Regions from separate parts of the Gossypium hirsutum genome. Here region 2 is linked to region 1. Evidence: chromatin contacts called from public Hi-C data. All regions are on one chromosome and are shown on one strand. The core of a region is the stretch at or near the end of the contact, and the rest is flanking DNA. Distances in the headings are between cores, read along the strand shown.

Region 1 (6,372 bases), core at 750-3,249:
TACTACTTTAACTTTCCTAAAAATTAGATTGATCTCATCCTTAACTACATCATGACTTCTACAATGTCCATTCTTTTAAATGGAGGTAGACTTGAAAACTTTAAGCCATCCAAGGGTATTCGCCAAAGCGATCCTCTCTTACCTTATATCTTTATTCTCTGTATGGAATATCTAAACTCTAAATCAATATCGTTGTGGAGAATCGCCATTGGAAAGACGTAAACTCCTCTAGGAGAGGTCTCATACTATCCCATCTATTTTTTGCTGACAATGTTATTTTATTTGCTAAGACAAATAACAGGACTGTGGAAGCCATTGCAGATGTGTTGGATTCCTTTTTCGTGCAATTAGAGTAAAAAGTGAACATCGCGAAATTGAGGATCCTATTCTCGAATAATAAGGTTCAACAACAAAAGGTATGGTGTTAGGAACTTTTAAATTCCAAGGTAGCACCTTATTAGGAAAATATTTGGGCTTTCCCATTCACCATGGCAAGATGTGTCGAAGTAACTATAACTTCACCGTTGAAAATATGAGTCAGAAACTTGGCATGTGGAAAAGTAATTGCCTATCCCATGTGGTTAGACTTACTCTCATTCACTCAACTTTGGCTATCATTCTGAACTATTATATGCAATGTCGTTTCCTCCCAATAAGCGTTTGCAATGGTCTTGATAAAATCAGTCGCAACTTTTTGTAGGACGACTTGGATCAAATCAACGAATCAATCTTTTCAATTAGGGTCAAGTAGCAATGCCTAATAAAGAAGGGGGACTTGGTATATGGCCAACTCAAATTAAAAATCAAGCATATATCTTGAAATTAGGTTGGCGTCTCCTGATAGGAAAAACAAAACCTTAGGCTCAAGTGTTGCATGAGAAATACATCAGTGAAAGAGAATGTTTGAAATCTAGTAGGGGCTCTTCTATCACCTGAGCAGCCATTATGAAAATAGGGCCAATGCTCCAACAAGGGATGAAATGGTAGATCCGTAACTGCAGGAATACTAAATTCTGACGGGACAATTAGCTTGGGGAGGGACCTTTTCGTAAGTTAATCTAGGGTCCTTTAATTGTTGAAGAAGATAACATGACTTTTAAAGAGGTTTGTAAGGGCTTGAAGGACCACCAAATCACTCTTTTTTCTTTCACTCTCTGAAAGGATATCATGAATAATTTGGTTAGCCTCTTATTTTCTTTTCTTGAGGGTTTGGAGGATAATAGAAACTGGGGCTTGTCTAACAATGACCACTTTAACATGGATACTACGTGTCACTACACTATGCAACAAACTAAGGCTAACTTTACCCCAAAGTTCGGTGATTGGCAGTGGTTATGGAAGACTAAAATTCCACCGAAAATCATTTTTTTCTCTGGGAATGTAATCACGTGATTCTCCTAACTTCAAATTTTCTCAGTAAAAGGGGAATGTAAGTTGAGGACCTTAGTCCTTTGTGCAAGACTCATTCGGAAGTAGTGGAACGTTTGTTTTAGCACTATGCTATGAGCACAAAGTATTGGACGGTATTGTATACTAAAGGTCTTGATAACACCCAAACCAGTCTCACATGGAATGAGTGGTCAGAGGCGGATACAAGGGGGGCTGGCAGTGGCCCTGGCCCCCTCCCCAAAAAAATGGAAAATTTATATTTAGGCCATTGAATTTTTTTTAAAATTTTAAATTAGTAAAGGTAAAATTGTACTTTAACCCCCTAAATTATAGAAATTTGATTTAATCTTTTAAAAATTATAAAAATATAGATTATAAAAAATTAAATTTTCATTTGGCCCCCACTAAAAATTTGTTCTGGCTTCGCCCCTGTGAGTGGTTGAAGGTTAGTATGTAAGCAAAAAGATTACCACAAAAATCACTGGATATTATTTTTTGCTTTTTTTTTCTTTTGGGAAATTTGGCTTTTGCGCGATGCTATCATCTTCAAATCAAAGTATAGTCAACAGTGTCTAGAGAATAAGGTTATCAATAAGGCGGGGGGGTACCTTGCCATTGCTGGCAGACTTAAATGCCAACCACTCCCACACTCTCCATGTCTCTTCGATGCCCCTTGCTCCAGGTGTTTTCAAACTTAATACCGATGGTTCTCCCATCAGTAACCTAGGTAAGGTAAGGGCTGGAACCATTATTAGAAACGAGAAAGGTGAATAGGTAAGCGCTACTAGTATAGAGGCTGAATTATAGGCGATTAGAGACAGGTTAACTTTAGCTTTGCAGCTTAACATTGAGTGTATTGAAGTTGAAAGTGGTGTTATTGTTGTTAAGTTCATTACTAATATTGAGGCTAATAATCTTTGCTTTATCTACACTTGTTAATGACTGCAAGTCACTAATGTCTAAATTTGTCTCGATCGCACTCAGGCACATATATAGAGGGGGGAACCAGTGTGCGAACAAATTAGCTCGTTTATGGAGCAGCTTTCAACAGGAAAATTCTAACACCTTTCATAGTAGGGATCTTTTGTGTATTTGTAGGGAACCCCAGCTTGTATTGAGGCTCTGTTGAAATTTGATGCCTACGGACTTAGTATGGAACCTTAGTTTGATAATAATAATAATAATAATAATAATAAAATAATAAAAAGCTATAGGGTCTAGGAAATTAAAAACATCCCGTTTTCTTTTATGGAGATCTCATCTTCAGCTTTGACCGCGGAAATGTGAAATTGGCTTGAGACGGAGCATTCAAAATCTTCTATTACCTTGCCAAGTTTGCAATGACTTGTTTGCACCGAGAAGAGGGCATGCATCTTACAATATGATGTTTGGAAGTATTCCTTGAATCCCAATAGTTTTTCAGATTTCTTCAATATTTGTAGATATGATAACTGTGTAAAACTTGGGCATAAATCAGAAATCGTAACATACCATTTGATAACAAAAATGATACAAATCAATGGAATGTGTTTGTAAACTACTGTGTAATGACATCACAAAAGAGTAGAACCGTATTGAAGAATACCTAACAGGATTTACTGTGAGTTTAGATATACATACTAGTTTCATAGTATCATGTGGAAGCAACACAAAACTTCATATCTCCAAAAAAAAAGAAGACATCAGGGATTGCTCCGGTTTGAATCTGAATATGGTAATCGGATGAGAGGCAAAAGCTCCAAGTGCAAAGGCATCCACTAGGCTACCTTGTGAGGAGAGCAGAAAAGTAAAAGACCGAACATAACTGGTAAAATATGAAAGCAAGAGCAGGAACAAAGCAAGTCAATGATCACTTTGATCAAAATTTTCTTCATGGATTAGAGTCACTTCCTCTGCAAATGTGATAATGAAACCATTGATTAAACTTATCAGTGAAAGGAGTAATAGAAGCTAGTAAAGGGAAAATCACCTTCTGCCTGACATACCATGCTTTGATTTTTTTTACAGGAACAAACATCTTTGGAGCTTACTCTTTTAGTCTTGCATTATATGAAACAAAGGATGATGAGACTGCCAGAATCTTTGCAGAAATTGGTTCTGCTCTTCTGCTTTTGGCTGCTTTGATCTGCTCTGCAAGTGAAACTTCACTCTGCATTTTCTGTTTCTTTATAAGCTCTATATTTAATTTCTCCAGAGCTGGGATATGAGATGTGTCTCCATTAATACTGAATTGACTGCTTATGGATTTCTTCTTGCGGATCTAAGGATAGAAGTTATTATCATAGAGAAAATAAGTTAAGGAACCATGGAAATAAGTGACTCATTACATACTAATACTAGTTCTATCAACACAAGCCCTTCGCAAGCTACTTGTCTCTAATTCAATAGAATGACAACCATGAGAACATAGCACATATTCAGGCAATTTTATGCATTCTCTGGCAATCTTTCTGAGGTTTCTTACCATTTGTAATCTCTGCTTGAGTTTCATTCCTTGGGATTCTGCCACACTCTCATCTTGCCTTGCTTTTTCTTTCATTGTTCTCTTCAGTTCTCTTGCTTTCTCTTTCTCTTCCTGCTCTTTTCTCTTTTGAACAATCCTTGCTATCCTTTCTGCTCTTGCTTTTTCCACTCTTACCTTGGCTATCTCTTTTCCCTTGGCCTTCTCTGCAGCCCACTGTAGCTGTTCAAGAACTATTTCTTGTTTTATCTTGTCATAGCTATCCCATTCTAGCTCCACTTGGTCACTCCCTCCTTTCCTAGAAGCTTCAGCTATACTTTTCATCCATGATAGAAAGAATCTCTCCCCTAACCGTTTCCATTTCAAACGCTTGCCCCAAGCACGCTTCACTGAAGACCCAATTCTTGCCTTGCTTTCCTCACTGCAGGAGTTGTAATATCCTCAATTTCGTTATCTTTAGAAGTGAGATTTATTGTAATCATTAACATTGTTTCAATGGCATACAAATTCATGCTAAAAGTTTGAAAAGCTCATTCCAAGATGCTAATAAGAGAAAGCGGCTAAGAAAATTAATATAAAAATAAACAAAGGATGCATCTGCAGCCAAGGGTGACTAAAAACATTTTTTTTTCACAGAACTCATAACTTACATGTCAACTTCGCATGTTGATAATGCAAACATACACATCAATTACACGACTTATTCATTTATGTTGAGATAGAAACCGAATTACCCTTAGAAACCGAATTACCCTTGAATGGCACTAATAAGTAATGCAAACTGCAACAGCTATTCATCAAAAACTAGAGACCACCTAAAAGAAATTCATATACAGTTGAATCTGATACGACTGTAATAAATGAACATCCATAATGTCAGCCTGTGACAATACCATCTTGAGTTGACAGGAAAATCTTTAATCCATTCAGCCTTTTAATCTGATAGTTAACTTCAAATTTTCTGCTAGTCCTGCATGCCCATAATATAGCCAGCTATGGTTGGCTATCAGGGTACTAGTACCTGCTTGACACAATGATCCAAAGCTCGTATCCTGGCACAATTATTATGTTATAAGATGATCTTAACACATATAAGGCTTAGGGCTCGCCCCATTTTAACTTTAACACATTGAGTATCTAGCTCGCCTGCATGTATGCAGTGGGAATTATAGCAACATAACATTACTTTGGTCTCAACCTATTGCTTAAAGTTTTAGGCCTAAGGGTTTTTGAATACATCTCTTACAGCATGAAACCATTTCCATGTTTGATGTTTAATGATACAATCCATTGCAGACATTTTTGTTAAGTTTTGTCAAAACAAAGTTACCTATGAGTGCGGGGATGTTCAGCCATCTTCTTCCTAACCTGGAAATGAAGGGATGGACAAATTTGCAATTTAATTAATAACAGCAACAACAATAACAAGAATGTATCCTATTTTCTCTTCCTGTTGAAAACTAGTCTCTATTAATAATGATTACTGCTAGAACTGCACTAAATTTGATGCCTATATAAAGCAAATGATACTGCTGAATGCTGATGTAATGAAAACAACACTTTTTTTTTTTTTTGAACATATCATGGGTGCTTACTCCTATTTCAATAATATCCATGTGAAAAATAAAAATATCCCAAAACTGCTTCAGTCTTATATGACTTCACCTGGGATCATTCAAGGCTTCTATTGTTCTTTGTTTGATTCGTAAACGTGTCTCTGCATGATACAACATTAAAATCTACGAATTTACTAAGCACATAAAGATTGAAACCAAATTAATTAATTTAAATTTTAGAAATAAGGTTACCAGCACTATGCTTCCGGCCTTTGTTCCATGGAACCCTCCCTTTATTTGCCAGTCCTATCTTCCTCCTCCTTTGCTCTTCCTTGTAGTCTTCATCATTGGAAAATTCCTGAGAGCTATAACAATCATATACATGAGCCTCCTCACTCAAGTTTTGCATCTGTTTTGATTTTATACTATCTTCTGACCAACAACTGTTGCAAAACATGAATCCTTCCTCTGCACCCATGGAACTTTGCAAAGCTCTAACAGGCTGAAGGCTCAATGAACATCTACAGGAATAAGAGGAAAATACTTTCTTCACAAAAAATTGATGGTAATTTGAGAGCAACATATTTGGTTGGCGATGCATATAATCCACCACGGAGGAAATAGGCCACAAAAGGGTGTCTTGAACCTTGCTTGAATGTGGATGTCGAGCAGACAATCTCCTGATAGGTCAAAACTCAAACAAATATAGTTATAGTTTGGAACAATCCGGATGCTGAAACAAGTTTTTGAGGATATAAAAACATTCCTTCAAATGTAAATAACCTAAGAACATAAGTTAATGAGAGTATGCTTGCATAACAAAGATTAATGCTTTATAGACTAGACAAGAAGAACAATCGCAGCTTTTCTAAGATAATAGAACTTCACAACAATCAAAGAATGTCAATCATGTAGTTTTCTCCTTCAAACAAGTACTTGACAACCCAATAAAGCATTCATACAAGT
Region 2 (6,294 bases), core at 2,500-4,999, 73 kb before region 1:
ACATTTTAGTTTAGATGTTAATATTTTAAATAAAAGAATCATAAGAGACAATAGCAAAGAAAACTACCAAAATTGTCCTCCCTGGATACTCAAAGTGCACTATAATACATTGAACGATAACCATTAAAATGTTCAAAACCCTAACTTTTCCATTAATAAAATAAGGTTCCAATGAGAAAATATGAACGTCTCATCTTCATAGCTGGGGGATAAAGAACATTTGGAAAGGTTCAACTGGGTTATTTTGGCTTAATCTTGGCTAAAACTATCACAAGTAGGAGGGCGATGAAATAACTAAATGTCAAATTGACATGAATGGAATCTCTCTCTCTTTCATGCAGACTCACATCCGAACAAATAACCTAACGGCGTTCATTTCTGTACTACTGCATTTTTTTGGTATCAAATTACATAAAAATCCCTATCTTGCCTTAGAATAAGTTATGTAACATCTAGAAATTTTAACAACAACAACATCAATAGAACCATTCATGTTTTCTATTTTAAAGAATAAAAAGACTTTTCAAGAAAAAATATATAGATACAAAAGATGAAAGAGGTTAAGAACAACAGACTGCCACCAACTAGTTGCAGACCATGATGTTCGGATGAAATATTAAAATTGTTATTTCCAAAGACAGGGTTTTCCCTTGCCATAACCATTTGGATATCAGATTTATGACTAGCTATAACCAGAGTAATGCCAAATCACTAATTGAAAACATGAACTCCTTAAGTAATCTGCATTCTTTGCTCTTTCTTATGTGTGCTTTTAGAAAAAAAAGAAGAGAGGGAAACGTACATTGATACATTCTCAAATGAACTAAAGGCTTCATGGTATCAGCAAACAGTATGTCTTTTCAGAACACCAGTGCAATAAAGAGAAAAGTAACAATAGCTAAGGCACGCGGAAAAAAAACAACAAACAAAAATAAATAAGTAAACAACATTATTTCCCCCCCATCTTGTTCTTACTTTTAAAATATGTTTGTCAATGGCACCATCAACTAACCTTTAACACAAGACCAAGCAAAGTAGGATCCCATCCACTTCCAGTGGTATGCAAAGACTCCACTTATAGAAGACTCTTTTGCTGATGAGTCCATATAACCACAAAAAAAGGAAAGTGTATGAGCTCCAATAGACATGCAGTAAAGATACAGCTATGCTTGAGGAATGATTGCATTCCACCAGGCAGCATAGGGAACAACAGACCATCAAAGTATACATAGATAATGATTAGCCATAACCTAATTCCTCCTTGACTTCTCCATGTCATATGCACAAGATTAAAACCAGAAGAAGTGGCAAAAATTTTTGTTAAATTAAAATGATGGGTTCGGAAACATTAACACGTGTCTCTCTCTCTTTGGATATGCCAAATGTGGAGATCACGTTGCCTGTAACAGAAATATAACTGTCAAGTGACACAGGCTTCAAAGAAAAAGTTATAAATGCACCTACCTTTCCACTTGTTTGATAGCAGTTGATATTTATATGAATGATGATAGCACTCAATCAATACCAATTATTTTTAAGTTTCCATAGGGTCCATTATCTCCCAATATGGAATGTGGCAGCACCGTACTGGTTATCAATGTGACATACATAAAGATTTCAAATGACTTCTAAAAATATGCAAATCATTCCATTGAAGGCTTCTTAAAGCTTTTTCATGTATTATGAACTTAAAGATTTCAAAAGTTTAACTGTATTATTAACTTAATATACAGTTTAAACTATATACTCTTTCATGAAGCTTTTAAAGCCTTCCCCAATCGACATCTCTCTTCTTTTCTTTCTACTCAAAACGAAACTAGATGTAGAAGATTGATAAAGCGACAAACTTCTTTCAGTGACCAAGTGACCGCAAAAAATGCGGGATGATTCAATTTGACACAAAGAAGTTCAACTCCAACTTTATACTTGGATGTCTTTTCCTTTCTTTTTCACTTTTTCTAGCCAGATATAACAGAAATATTGGATCATTATCACCATTATCATGCATGGAATTATGAAACAGTATATTTGCCTACATTTCAAAACTAACAACTGCTACTTTCAGCTCATGCGAAAACAAGCCATCACAAAAGAAACAGAAAATAAAGAAAATCGAAATACTCATACTCTCACCAGAACAAAAATCCAAATTCAGAACACAATCAATAGATAAATGTACTTGCACTGGTAAGTAGAAAATCAAAATGCTCATTCTCAGTATCTGCAGCCCGCTTTCCTCTAATAAAAATTAACAATGTTTATCTTATAAGAACATCATTGAACCCTTCCTAATTTCACCTGCCTCAAAAGAAATTGATGAAAATTAAAAAACTATGGTTGCAATTAAACTTGAATTTCTTTTACGTTTTAGCTAAAATTGTTCATTTTTCATCCCAATTTATTATGCATATCAAACATATATAACCTGAACTAATTAAAAAACATAACCGGAAATGCAAACTGAAATGAAAATCCTTCCAGGACCCAGAAAAGCAAACAAGATTCAGATCAAAACCCAGAAATCCAATGCCAAACGCCCAAAATTTCAAAATTTTATCAAAAAAAAAATAGAGCTCACCTTTATAATGCATGTCCTGATCAACATGCAAAAGAAGAACAAACTTCAATTTAGGGTTGAAGAGCTGAAAAACTGAAACATATTCATCTAAAAAAACAAAAAGAAAAAAGAGAGAGAGAGAGAGAATCTTAATATATAGATATTAAAAACAAAAAAAACAAAACAGGCTTCCTTTTTGCATTTGGCTTCATCAGTTTAAAATATAAAGGAAGCCCCCAGTTTTAAAACTGAAGTGGCTTTGGAAAACCCGAATAGTGCTCCATAATGTAACAGATGGCAATGGCGGAAAAAAATAAAAATAAAAATAAGAAAATTCTTCCATGTAAGTTTATATGTCATGTCATTTGTACTTCTTCTCTCTTTCCACTTCGCTTTTGTAATTGCCTTATTATTATTGCATTTTTACTTACCATTTTAGATGTACAAATAAAAAACCGTTCCAATTAACCAAAATAAGGCTTGTATACATAAATAATCCTTTCAAATTAACTAAATAAGATTTATATTATATTATGCCAATAATATTTGCAGTGATACATTTCGATAAAAACAATAACGAAATCTATTCCCTTTGAACTAGCAAAATACAGTTTATATTTGAATTATACTATTGCATTTTTTCCCTTCAAATTATTTCAATAACTTGAACAAACAAACTAGTATAATGTATGAAAATACAGTAACTTGGCATCCTATATTGAGCTATAAAATACCCTGAGAAGATAGACCCTGCAGTGGCTGAGTTCCCCATTTTGAGGTTGGAGACAAGAGCTGTGAAACATGCCACAAAAGAACTATTGGGCATAAAAAGAGCCATCCAAACCACCAAGGAGAACTAAAGAAACCCATCAATTAATGGAATCCCCAGACCTGGTAAAGCCAAGTAGGCAGTAAGTAGTAAGTACTGGTGAGGCGAAGTGAAGGCGGGCAACGAGCATCAAAGAAAAAAGGAAAAAAGATGATGGTAGTTTTAGCTAAGACATTTGAAAGCAGAACACCGCGATGAAACAGCTGGAGTCGAGGATCCAAAAACCAGGTTGGTGGATGGTCCAGAGGGGAAAACCAGGTTTTCATATTGTTATAACATTGAAGTTACCTAGGAACGGGCACACCAGAGCTGCTAGGTTTAGTGGTCCGAGAATGTTGAGTTGGTATTAGAATAGAGTTTTAGCAATTAATTTTATATTGCGTAGTATTGAAAAAGGCTTTGTCCGAGTCTGAGCCGGAGCCCAATGTGACTTGATGAGTTTAGAATGAGATTGTAATTGATTTTACGGTATTTTTATTAGAATAACCGTGATACCCTTTGAACTTTTTTAATGGTGTGGGCTCTATCTTAGGGTGTGAGACCTTAGGACTACTTAACGAATAGCTATAACACGTATAATCTTTTTATGACAAATAATTTCTCATGTTTCTTGTAATAAAGAGCTATGGAGTATAACCCATATAATATTTTTCCCCACATATAATAATTTCTTGAGTTTGGAGTTCGTGTTAGAAGAGGTCTAGAACGCAAAGAATAAGGATTATGGTTTGCTTAATCCACAAATTAGTACTTAAATTGTGCTCTTTTTTTCATCTTAATATTTAAATTTTATTTGTCACAAATGGTACTAAACTATTTTTTTTCCAAGTTGGTACTTTCGTTAATCAAATCATTAGTTAAACCATTAAGTCTATTTTAAAAAAACGCTTAACCTAAAAATTAATATCTAAACAATACTCTTTTCCCTAAGTTAGGCTTCTTTAGATGCTCCTTTAGCTCCGATAAGTTGAGATTCCCTAATCCCCAAACTCTAAACCCCAAACCATAAACCTCAAACCCCAAACCTCAAATCCCAAATCACAAACCCCAAACTCCAAACGCACCACAATTGTCTGTTTGGATAATAATGTTTTGATTCAGTTGAGGCATTTCTATTGCCTTGCGACTGTGGTTTTCCATTGAGCTTTAAGATTCAATTAAGAAAAATACCTTCGGTGAGGATATTTTTTCCTATTTAATCCTCTTTACCAACATTAGTGTGAAAAAATAAAATAAAATAAAAAACACACAAATTTTTACGTGGAAACCCTTTAGGGAAAAAACCACTGGCAAAGGAGAAGAAAATTTACTATGTCAAATTTGAATTATTACAAGAAGAATAGATTATGTCTATTTATAGGCTTGTAAAGCCATATTCTAATAGGAGTGTAGTGAAACACCTTATTCTAATCAGTATAAAATAGACGGAGTTTAATAAGGTTTAAAAAACCTTATTCTAAAACAAAATAAAAAAGTGTAGTTCTATATGGATTTTACTTTTATTTTATTTTACCATTGTATTTTATTTAAATAATGATCCGGGTCACTTAATTCTAACAATCTCTACCTTGACACGAATTCTCAATGAACAAGTTCTTCATCGCGAACTCTCAACGATAGTTCTCCACCTCTTCCATAAAACTCCTTAAGGGTTTAACTTCAACAATAAACACCAACCAAGTCTAAGCAATGCTCAAACTTGGTTGTAGGCAGTGACTTAGTCATCATATCTACAGGATTTTCATGAGTACTAATTTTGCTCACAACAATATCACCACAAGCAATTATATCACGAACAAAATGATACCGAACATCAATATGTTTTGTTCTCTCATGAAACATTTGATCTTTTTTAAGGAAGATTGCACTCTGACTGTCACAAAATACTGTACTGATTTGAAGGTCTTCATTGAGTTCACTAAAGAGTCCCTTCAATTAGATAGCTTCTTTACAAGCATCAGTAATTGCTATGTACTCAGCTTCAGTGGTAGACAAAGCGACTGTAGTTTGAAAAGTGGCTTTCCAACTGATTGCACAACCTCCGATTTTAAAGACATAACCTGTGAGAGATCTTCTTCTATCAAGGTCTCCAGCAAAATCAGCATCAACATACCCAATGACTCCATCTCTAGTTCTTCCAAACTGTAAGCAAACATCAGTAGTACCTCGTAAGTATCTTAAAATCCACTGAACTATTTTCCAGCGTTCTTTATAGGGATTCGCCATGTATCTGCTAACTGCACTGACTGCATATGATAAATCTGGACGCGAACAAACCATAGCATACATGAGAGATCTCACTGCACTAGAGTATGGAACATGTGACATGTACTCAATCTCATTATTTGATTGTGGAGACAAAATCGATGAAAGTCTAAAATGGGCTGCTAAAAGAGTACTAACAAGCTTAGCACTATGTATATTGAACCTAAAAAGAACTTTTTCAATGTACCCCTTCTGACTTAGGTACAATTTACTTGCTTTTCTATCTCTAAGAATCTCCATACCAAGTATCTTCTTTGCTGGTCCTAAATCTTTCATCTCAAATTCTTCACTTAGTTAGGCTTTGACCTTTCTTATTTCTCTTTTATCTTTTGCTGCTATCAACATGTCATCAACATAAAGAAGTAGATACACAAAAGAACCATCACTGTTTTTTCTTAAAGTAAACACAACTGCCAAAACTATTTCTTTTGAAATTATGAGAAGTCATAAAGGAATCAAACCTCTTGTACCACTATCTTGGTGACTGTTTCAAACTGTAAAGGGATTTTTTCAGCAAGTAAACATAGTCCTATTTTTCTGGGACTGTAAAACCCTCTGGTTGTTGCATGTAAATATCCTCCTCAAGTTCTCCATGCAAACTGCAGTTTTTACATCTAACTGATCAAGCTCCAAATCATCCATG

Evidence for each region. Hi-C and Micro-C count contacts between places; a contact is called where the count stands out from the background.
Region 2: a contact with region 1 is called in a Hi-C map of leaf, with 4 times the contacts expected there. The contact joins the promoter of LOC107895236 here to the enhancer-like site in region 1. A contact is called at or near these places in 15 of 34 Hi-C or Micro-C datasets (callus, cotyledon, hypocotyl and 3 more).

The regions. Positions count from the first base shown.
Region 1 is chrA13:97,517,423-97,523,794 of Gossypium_hirsutum_v2.1, reverse strand. It overlaps LOC107895237, which reads right to left. Exons shown (of 7, transcript XM_041084800.1): 2 at 5,659-6,086; 3 at 5,516-5,567; 4 at 5,335-5,389; 5 at 5,181-5,218; 6 at 3,854-4,271; 7 at 2,859-3,649. The coding sequence ends at 3,416. Among protein-coding and RNA genes, the nearest start is that of LOC107895237, 4.0 kb to the right of the region's middle. Within about 2 kb of position 1,999, at least 2 of the 9 cell types and tissues checked have an H3K27ac peak or open chromatin away from gene starts, as enhancers often do. A contact at or near this core is called in cotyledon and leaf, where this site is marked.
Region 2 is chrA13:97,592,250-97,598,543 of Gossypium_hirsutum_v2.1, reverse strand. LOC107895236 (increased DNA methylation 1) reads right to left here and starts at 3,749. Exons shown (of 9, transcript XM_041085371.1): 1 at 2,579-3,749; 2 at 1,013-2,298.